Linked DNA regions of Mus musculus: region 1 is linked to region 2. A link is a contact called in public HiChIP or PLAC-seq data. All regions are on one chromosome and are shown on one strand. The core of a region is the stretch at or near the end of the contact, and the rest is flanking DNA. Distances in the headings are between cores, read along the strand shown.

Region 1 (5,110 bases), core at 1,039-3,538, 82 kb before region 2:
GGTGCTGGGCTTTAGGGAAGCACTGCAACACCAACCACGGGGGAAGGAAGCACGGCCTAGGATGTGGGAGACCAAAGCTGGGTTTTCCCTAATTCCCAGGCATCCAGTCACTGCTGGGGTTTCACACAGAGGAGTCTGGAACTGAGGTCAAGGGTCCCTCAACCCGCGTTGAGGACCCTGGGGGCCGGTGGCTCCCAAACTCCTGGCCATCCAGGCACCAGTGGATCTCGGGGAGTTCAGAAATGGAGTTCGTGGCTCACAGGCTGAGGATGATAAGGAGCCCAGGGCCAGGGGAATGGGGAACTCTAGCTTAGCTCATCGGTGAAAGTCCTTAGCTTAGTGGCAGTTGTCTGGGAGTGGCGGGCGGGGGCATCTGTCAGAAGCATAAGCAGCAGCTTTGTAGCTGAAGGCTTTCTACGTGCCCCCAATGGTGGTTTTCGATAAGAGAGACAGTCCTTGGCTCCAAATTGTTTACTGATTGTTCATCATGGAAAATGTGTGCATACCAACTCCTCAGGGTGGACCAGAGATTAAATACCTTTTGCAGGAAGGGATGTCCGGGAAGGGAAGCTTATTGACTAAACCCTCGGGGCCTCTAGATACCTCATTAGCACGGAGAACTATGTTCTGGGCTACGTGACCATTGTGGGGAATGTGACCACTTGTTCTGGGCCAGGAAGTTAGTAAGGAGCAGAGAGATGCCTACAGTGTGTGTGGGGTGGGGTGGGGGCAGGAAGTGCCTGGATCTTGGGAGGACACACTCAGCCTTACCAAGTGTCCTGGCATGGTTCAGTGTCCCACAGACGGTGTCTGCATTCCAGCTGGATCACATAGACCTAGAAGATCTTTGAATATGAACCCTTGTCAGAGCAGCCGTGGTGCTGGATTAAAAGACCTCTACAACAGCTTATATGAATGAAGTGATGGGTTTTCAAACATGGCTTCTTATTTACCAAATCTGTATAGGTAGGAAGACAAAGTTATTCAAACCTACCTGATGTGCTTAGCTAAGGCTTATATTCTGCCTACAGATGTGATTTTTGAATGAGACCAAATATGGAGATTTTTCTAAGATAAAAAAGTATCTAAACCTCTGTCAAAATTCAAAATTCAAAGTGTCAGGTCAAGTGCAAGTGGTCTAGTTTACATCAGGGAGACGGGGCTGGCTGTGCGTCAGCAATTTGTGATGAACAGAGCCTGGAAAACCTTGGAAGGGTTGTAAATTCTGCCACTTCTGGTCAAATTCTTTGGACCCCTTTTATTTCAGTAGATGTTTCTCTACTCGTGTGTGTGTGTGTGTGTGTGTGATGTGTAGGTCTCTGTGGGTGAATGTCTGAGTGTGTGCATGTGCCCATGTGTGTCTATCTGTCTCTCCCTGTGTGTGTGTGTGTGTGTGTGTGTGTGTGTGTAGCATGTGCAGGTCTGTGTGGGTCGGTGTCTGAGTGTGTGTATGTGTCTATGTGTCCATGTGTCCATGAGTGTGTGTGTGTGTTGTGTAGGTCTCTGTGGGTGGGTATCTGAGTGTGTGCATGTGCCCATGTCTGTCTGTCTGTTGGTCTGTTTCTCTCCCTCTCTCTCTCTCTCTCTCTCTCTCTCTCTCTCTCTCTCTCTCTCTCTGTGTGTGTGTGTGTGTGTGTGTGTCTGTTTTGTTATATGTGTGCCAGAATACTTACCTGTGCTGCAAGTGTCCTGGACAAAGGTTGACTTCTCCAGCACTGTCCACCTTGTTTATTGAGATAGAGTCTCTCGCTGAATCTTGAACTTACTGCTTCATCTGGACTATTTTAGCCATAAAATCTCTCCTGCTTCTATTCTCTAGTGCTAGGTTATAGAGATGCCACCTACTAAGGTATCTCTCCAACCAGTTTTTTTTGTTTGGATGACGTCACCATTTTACTTTGTTTTGGGATTTCATCCAGGGTCTTACCATGTTCCCCAGGATGGTCTGCCTTGGGTTCTTGAGTGTTAAGATTATAGGTATGAACCAACATGCTTTCCAAGATGGTTCCACTTATACTTATTTGTTCATGACATTCGAGATCTTTCCTCCTTCCAAAGTCTGAGGTTTCACTTATAGCAACCAAATCTTCACACTTCCCACATATGGCAACTTCTTACCAGTTTTCCAATTCAACTTACCATTTGTACTTATCCATGTCATATTAGAGGGTCAGTTATCTCCCACTATTTTCAGTTTATCTTTACGATTATCCTCCTGATGTCATACGACTCGAAGTTCCACTTAGTCTATTAAGGTTGTGGCTACACTGGCTGTGAGCCCAGCTAAGAGGAAAAAATGCCGACTTCTAGGGAGTGGAATTTCTGAGTCACACATCCTTGCCCTGCTTCTCTTATACAGATGTATCCTCAAAGGATGGGGGCCATTCTGAAGAGGCATTTCCCTGTTTGGACCAAGATTCTCGAAAACAATTAACCATTTAATTTATCCAAAAGTTCTTTTTCTTCCCTCCCTCATTAGTGGTATTACAGGTTCATTCCAGGAGACTTTAACACAAGTGCCATGTAATTTTCTAATTGTCATTGGACATTTAGAGTTGGGTATTCCAGAACGTTCGGGAACTGCTCTGCAGGGGTTAATTTTGGGGGGATCAGATGTTACTTTAGGATTGAGGGAGCCACCTGCAAAAGCTCTCTGTAGGATGTAGGCTTTATGGGACCTAGGTACTGTCATGTCTTGAATGGCAAATCATCTCAGTGCTATTCCATGCCCCATAAAGTAGTGATGACTAAAAGACGCTTGGACTCAGCAGAGGAAGAGAGCTTTTATACTCTAGGCAGATTTTGCATTTGAAATATTCATATATGCGTATAGCAGCATGGTTCTACATGTCAGGTTGTGGTTCTCTGTTCTATTGCTGTTATATTTTTACATGCTGCTATGTTTTAGTAGTCCATAAATACTAAAATACTTTATGGCAAAACCCCTCTTACTAAAATCCCTTACACGTTTAACATTATCTTTTTGCTTTGATTTACTGATGGCCTCTCTAAAGACGGCACTATGACCCTTGACCACAGTGACAAGTCAGAGGCTCCCTTCAACTCTCACCTGCAATCTGTCATACTCCAACCCTGACCCACACACTAAAAGCACATGCCTGGAGAAAGAGAAAGATTCTGTGACAGAGCATTAGAAAACAATTCAGAGGCTGCTAGAGAAACATTCTGTGTGGGATACTTGTTTCTTACTGTGACAGACAAAGTATGAAAGAGCTGAACCTTTTACTGAACCTTCTTCAAGGCTGATTAGCTGGCTAGGACTTTAAAGACTATAGTATAATATCATTAGGATTCATTTCATTGCCTTTTTTTTCAGCAGTTTCATTTGGTTCTATCCTTGGTCTCTGGACCGATCAGCCTCTACTTCCTGACCTTCCACTCAGTGTCAGGCCACAGCTCCCTCTTATGGCAAGGGTCTCTAGTTGGTCTAGTCATTGCTTGGCCACTCCAACAAGTTCTGGGCCACCATTACCCGGTACATATTGCAAACAGGATGTATTGAAGGTCAAGGGTTTTGTGTCTGGGTTGATATTCCAGTCCCACTGTTGGGAGCTTTGCCTTATTATAGAAGATGGCTGGTTCAGGATCCATATCCTCCATTACTAGCAGACTTTGCTAGGGCCACTCTTGTTGTTTCCAAGGAGTTTCCACTGCACTTGTTTTCTACAATGCTCCCTAAATTTTCCAGCTGTCTCTCCCATCCCTCCCTCCGTTTCCCCACAACTTGAACCCCCCTGTTTGCATCCCCATTTGTCCTCACTTCACACTCAAAATCTATTTCCTGTTTCCAGCGAGATGCATGTGTCCCACCCTTGAGCCCTTCATGTTACTTAGCTTCTCTGAATCTATGGATTATAGCATGATTATCTTATACTTTTTAGATAATATCCATTTGTGAGTACGTACCATGTTTGTGTTTCTGGGTCTAGGTTACCTTTCTCAGGAGGATTTTTTTTTCTAGTTCTGTCCTTTTGCCTACAAATTTCATGATGTGATTGTTTTTAACAGCTGAGTAATACTCCATTATATAAATGAACCCCATTTTTTAATCCATTCTTTGGTTGAGGGACATCTAGGTTGTTCCCAGTTTCTGGCTATTGTAAATAAAGCATTTATGAACAGAGTTTAGCAAGTGTCCTTATGGTAGGATAGGGTATCCTTTGGGTATATGCCCAAGAGCAATGTAGCTGGGTCTAGACGTAGATAGATTCTCAATTTTCTGAGAATCCTCCATATTTTTCTATAGTGAATATATACGTTTTCATTCCCACCAACAGTGGAGGACTACGCCCCTTTATCCACATCCTCAGCAGCATGAGCTGCCATTTTTGGTTTTGATCTTATCCATTCGGACAGGTAGGAAGTAGAATCTCAAGACAGTTTTAATTTGCATTTCCCTGATGTTGAACATCATTTAAGTGTTCCTCAGCCATTGGTGCCTAGCCCAGTCGTCACCAAGGAGACATCAACCAGCAACTGATGGGAGCAGACACAGAGACCCACAGCCAAATACTAAGGAAATCCAGTGGAGCCTGGATAAAGATGAGCAAGAAGAATTCTAGGAGCCAGAAGGTGTCAAAGACCTCAGGAGAACATGGACCGCAGAATCAACTAAGCAGGGCTCATAGAGGCTCACAGAGATAGAAATGACAATCAAGTAGCATGTATGGGTCTGAGCTAGGCCCTCTGCTTATATGTTATGGTTGTGTAGTTTGGCTTTCTGTGGAGCTTGTAACAGTGTGAGCAAAGACTGTCTCTGATGCTTCCCTGCTTCAGGACCTTTTTCCTACTATTGGCTCACCTGGTTCAGCATTGACATGAGAGTTTGTGCTTAGTCTTATTGTAATTTATGCCAGCCTATTTTTTTCTCTTAAGGGAAACGGGAGAAATAGACCTAGAGAAAACAGGAGGTAGGGAAACTGGAAGAGATGGAGGCAGGGGAAACTGCAGTTGAAGGTGTAATGTATGAAAAGAATGTAAATTAAAATTAAAAGAAAAAAAAAGAACTTTTAAGATCCTAGAGAGTTTGGATTGTTATAGGTCCAGGATTAAATTAAAATTTATCCTGGGCTATATGTTAGCTCCCCTT
Region 2 (5,214 bases), core at 1,575-4,074:
CTTTTCTTCCTTCTGTCTATTTCTCTCTGTGTCTCTCTCTCTGTCTCTCCTCTCCTCTCCTCTCCTCTCCTCTCCCCTCTCCCCTCCCCTCCCCTCTCCCCTCCCCTCCCCTCCCCTCCCCTCCCCTCTCCCCTCCCCTCCCCTCCCCTCCCCTCCCCTCCCCTCCTCTCTTCTCTTCTCTTCTCTTCTCTTCTCTTCTCTTCTCTTCTCTTCTCTTCTCTTCCCCTTTATTAAGGCCTTTGGTTTTAAATATCTTTGTATACAGATGACCCTAAATCTCCAACACTGGCATTCCCATGAATTTTAGATATGTATATACAACTGCTAATGTCTGTGTCTTCCTAAATTTAAAAGAAATAGAAAGGAACATCAAACTTACCTTGTCCGTAATAGGACTCTCGATTTTAGGGGTGGAATTTTTCTTCCTAAAATATTCCTTATCTCAGAAAATTGAATATATTTGGAATTCCTCATCAACAGACAAATTGACCACTTTAGGGTTAACTACATATTCACTTTTCTTTTGTGTTCTGTATTTTTATCAATAATTATCATCCTTGTTGTTGTTCAGTGCCAGGAATCAAACCTAGGACCTCAACGCCAGTTAACATGCCATACTCTCCCACCATTGAACAATATCCAGAGACTGCTGACACATCTTTCTTTGTGCTCACACAAGTTCATATGCAGGTATGGGCTGCAAGTGTATGTGTTCCTGTGTGCATGTAGAGGTTAGACATTAATCTTGGGTATTGTTCCTTAGGAAACACCCACTCTAGTTTTTCAGAGAAAGTATCCCACTGGTTGGCTTAGAGACAATCAACGAGCCCTGAGGATCTGAATGTCTCCACCTCCCCAGGGCTGAGATCACAAGTGTGGAGTTATGTCTGGCTTTTTAATGTGGTTTCTGGGACAGAACTCAAGCTTTTGTCCTTGTGTGAGAAGACTTTTACAGCCTGAGCCATTTCCTCAAGCCAGTGGTTTTTTTCTTGCACATTATCTTAAATTTCTATAAATGTTTTATATTCATATTTTCTTGAGTTTACCCCTCTTTAATGTTTTTTATTTTCTCTTTTCTCATACATTCATTTTGTGTTAGTTTCCTACCTAAAGAAATTATATGGTTAGCTCATTTAATTCTAAATTGAGCTATTTTAAACTTTAAACTTCTAGTTTTTCATCACAAAGCACCAGAATTTAAAACTAGGGCTGGCACACACACAATGAAAGTTTGCCTGAGTCATTCATTATCTGTTAGGATGCTTGTGGGTCCTTATAGATCCTTTTGCGTGTTCCTTACTTGGAGAGCATAAGGATCAGCAAGCAACATCCTTGTTTGGTGTTTGTTTACCTGCTGGTTTTCTTTTTTACTCCCTGTCCAACCTACAATGGTGCTCCAGATATCCTTGTTGAGTTCCTGATCCCAGGGCATAGCATTTCACTAAGTAGGGTGACCAACCGACTTCTCTACTGTTTGTTGTAAAGAGAATCCTTGACCAGATTAAGGAAGTTTACATCTGTCCTAGATTGCCAGAATGGGTGCTTTCTACCATGAAGAGATGCAGGATTTAGCCAATGTTTTTTCTGTGCCCATACAATAGTGTTTTTAAAATATGAATGATTGCATTGATTTTTATCTTTTAATTTTGTTTATTTGTATCATTTTTCTTAAAGCCGTTCTTACATTGATTTTTTTATAGATTTTCTGCATTTAGATGTACTGCATCTATTCGTGATGTATTATTCTTTCTCTTTATTGTTAGATTCTATTTGCTAATGTTTTCACAGTAGGTCATCATGTTCATCATGGAGGCAAGGCTCTTCTAGCTGTCTGGTTTACTCTATCTGAGATTCCTAACCCTCACTGCTCCAACTTTTTCTCTGCCACAAAACGTCACTGCTCCAAGTCCTAGAAGATGGATCAGCTCATTTCTCACTTGCTCAGATCTTGCCCTCCAGTTTTTCTCTTTCGTCCTTCCAAGACGTCCTCCCTAGTTCTCTCAGTAGATTCCATCACTGACTGTGTTGCCCTGTCCTGCAATTTTCCCTTTGTGTGTGGTCTTTCAGAACAGACAACATAATTAACTGAAAGAATACTGTTTTTCTTGCTGGGCAGAATGGCTGCACTCTCAGCACGCGGAACACTATGAGAAGAGGGTCTCAAGAAGTAAGAGAACTTGTCTCAGAACAATGAGAGAACCATGTGTATATTACTAAGAATAATAATATAACTGTGTAATGATACAAAGAAAGAATAGATTTTTATATAAGTGTACCCACTGCATATACATTGTAACTATTTAAACATGCATGTGCATACTTATGTACATAATATTTACATTTATATTCTATATAGTCATATATTTACATAAACACATATGTTTTATGCATATAAGCATCAGTCTTTTTTTACCAGTCTGTCTTCATGTCTGAGTTTAACCTTCTGAGATCTAGGAAACATTTGGGAAATCTTTTCTGAGCTCACAAACTTAACTGCTGTGAAGAAAGCCATGCTGATATCCACGCCAGTCTCACATTTTCTAGGATTTGATTGCCTGTTGCAGAGCAAGAGACTTACTAAGTTTTTTGGAATGATTGTGCCATACGCACATTCGTGCACAAGTGTCGTTTTCTCTTTCTTGTTTCTCTGGGTCTCCTTTAGAATTTCCCTTTATAAAAACCAGGCAATATTCCTGGGCACATTTTAACACCACAATTAGTCATGGATGTGGTGATTCATCAGGCTGGCTTATAAAGCAAAGGCAGCCTTGCCCTTCCTAAGCATTGAGTTTGGCAACTCTTTTCCCTCCTCTGAATCAGACGTGTATTTGTTTGAGTAATCAAGAAAGAACTGTCTGTCTTGTGACCTTAGAGGTTGGTGAAAGGGAGCAACTGAGTGGTTTTGGCGCAGGAAAGTTAGCAGAACAATGCAAATCTGTAAAGCAGTGAGCCTCTCTACTTGGCCGCTTCCTCTGGGTAGACTTGAATGTCACACAAGCCTCTGATTGCCAACAGGCTTTTTCATCCTCCAAGAAAACTATTTTAATATAGGCAAAATGGATTTCAGATCTTATTTTAAAAGCTACTCTCAAATGCTCTCTGTGCTCATTTGTTAAATGTTCTGTCTTCCTTCAAGAGCAACAGGCCTTTACCAAATGAGCATTTTGAATCCTACTGTGATAATAGTGAGTGAGAGGCAGCTTAACAGCATGGGTACGACAGGGGAAAAGCTACCCTATAACCCAGCTAAGGAATGAATGAATCAGACTGATGCAAATTAGGGGAGACAATGGAATAGCTTAGAGATGGTTACTGAAGCCATTTCAAAGACACATGTGAAGGCTGACAACCAGGGAGTCTGAGGACTTTGAATAAGATGACAGCTCTGATGACAATAGAGCAAAGAGAATCTGCTGAAAGCAAAGGATTCACTTTACAATGGATTCCCTCCTTCTGATTGTCAGTTAACCAATGGGTATAAAAAAGATATCATTGGATGAAGATCAAATGTTAAATTTTAAGTATGTTTTGCTAGATTAGTTACAAGATTGTCTTTCTTATTTATATACACACAGAGAGACAAGTGCACGTGTGCACATACACACATAAAATTTTTATCATTAGAGATATGTACAATGTCCTGAAAAGATCAAATAGAGGTACAACCCACAATGTAGAGAAACATGTAAGGAGACTCCTGTCACCCCTTGGGTTGATATCTTTTGAATTGGTGCCTTTTATTTTGAAATCTCTAGAACAAATCCACAGCATTTTTCTCCCACTTGAGGCGTTTGCTCCATGGGTGGAGCTGAACTGATTATACCTCTTCTTCAAACCCTCTTGCCAAGTGGTTCTACCGTAGATGTTACCTGGGGTCAGTTGCATGTGTGGCACTTAGGTAGATGTCTTCCCAAAAGAAATTTACCTTGAAAGTAAAGTCTCTCATAAAAAGAAACAGGATAATGTACTGTGAAAATATGGACAATATTGGACACAACACTATCAAACCACCAGTGAGTACTCTTACCGTAGAGTGATATTGCATGGCATGTATTGGTGACCACTGATTTAGATTAAGTTCCTACACTAGACCGAGATGATCAGACTACACTGTAATAGAGTTATTCCTGATAGATAAACAAAGCAAAGTTGGAAGAAAACTAATCTTTAAAACAAATAAGCAACCTCAGGGCTTTCTAGCATCCAAGAAGAAGATCCCAGTCAACCACAGTATAGGACACTCCCCTCTTTTCCGACTTTAAAAGGAAAGCAATCATTCCTGGTTGTTTACTTCAGCCTTTTCTGCCAAAATAAACCCCGCTTCCATGCTCTGCTGAGCTCACTGGAGCCCCTCTTCATCCTCAGGGAGGATGATGCTAATTTATGAGTTACCCATAAAAGCAAAAGAGATTACCCAACTAAATTTGAGAAATGAAAGATCAAGAGTTTTAAATAGTTAAATTCAGGAGTACCACTTGAGTGGGTACATTAAAATTCCTCATGGAAAATAAAACACAAATGACTAACATGCAGGGAATTGGAGTTTATGTCATAAAAAAGACAAACAAAAATCTTTCTATCTCCCAACAAGAGAAGATTTTCTTTGCCTAGGCTCCTGTGCCTTTAAAAAGAACATGTCAATTCCAGCTCTAACCATCCTGCCTTCCTCTTCCTCAAGAGTTGTACCTATCCAGGCAGCTCTGTCTCTGTAGGGACTACCTGGGGGAACACTTTGGCTCTGTAGCTCTGCCTTGAACCCATTGCCCTGACCATCTCCTGGGGCGAGGGGAGTGGTGGTGGTGGGGAGGTATGTGTGGGAGGTAAATGTGGCTGCTATTCGAAGGTCACATTCTTCCTTTTATAAGACGACTGGTTGAACTCAACTTCTCTATTTCTGAGTTCAGATAGGAGAGGATATTATTTATGGATTCTGCTAAGATTCCAATCAATGGCTGACTTAAACATAAAACTGGAGGGCTGAAAGAAATACAACAAAACATCCATTAAATAAATTCATTATACAAAAGCTGTCCTCTGGAGAAGATAAACCAACTCATATATATATATATAGATAGATAGATATAGATATAGATATATGCATAGATATATGTATAGATATGCATACACACACACACACACACACACACACACACACATATATATATATATATATATATATATATATATGCTTTGATGTATGATCCAGACATACCA

Evidence for each region. HiChIP or PLAC-seq counts read pairs in DNA pulled down with a chosen protein or histone mark.
Region 1: a contact with region 2 is called in a CTCF HiChIP or PLAC-seq map of the NIH/3T3 cell line, with 23 read pairs. The contact joins two enhancer-like sites. A contact is called at or near these places in 1 of 15 datasets of contacts at CTCF or cohesin (the NIH/3T3 cell line), 2 of 484 Hi-C or Micro-C datasets (cerebral cortex and pancreatic cancer cells) and 3 of 115 datasets of contacts at active chromatin or transcription factors (embryonic fibroblasts, embryonic stem cells and pancreatic cancer cells).

The regions. Positions count from the first base shown.
Region 1 is chr6:17,222,254-17,227,363 of GRCm38.p6, reverse strand. No RefSeq gene overlaps it. Among named protein-coding and RNA genes, the nearest start is that of Gm52892, 25 kb to the right of the region's middle. Within about 2 kb of position 2,288, at least 49 of the 459 cell types and tissues checked have an H3K27ac peak or open chromatin away from gene starts, as enhancers often do. A contact at or near this core is called in the NIH/3T3 cell line and pancreatic cancer cells, where this site is marked.
Region 2 is chr6:17,140,826-17,146,039 of GRCm38.p6, reverse strand. All of the region lies in intron 1 of Gm4876 (predicted gene 4876), which reads left to right. Among named protein-coding and RNA genes, the nearest start is that of Gm4876, 28 kb to the left of the region's middle. Within about 2 kb of position 2,824, at least 108 of the 459 cell types and tissues checked have an H3K27ac peak or open chromatin away from gene starts, as enhancers often do. A contact at or near this core is called in the NIH/3T3 cell line and pancreatic cancer cells, where this site is marked.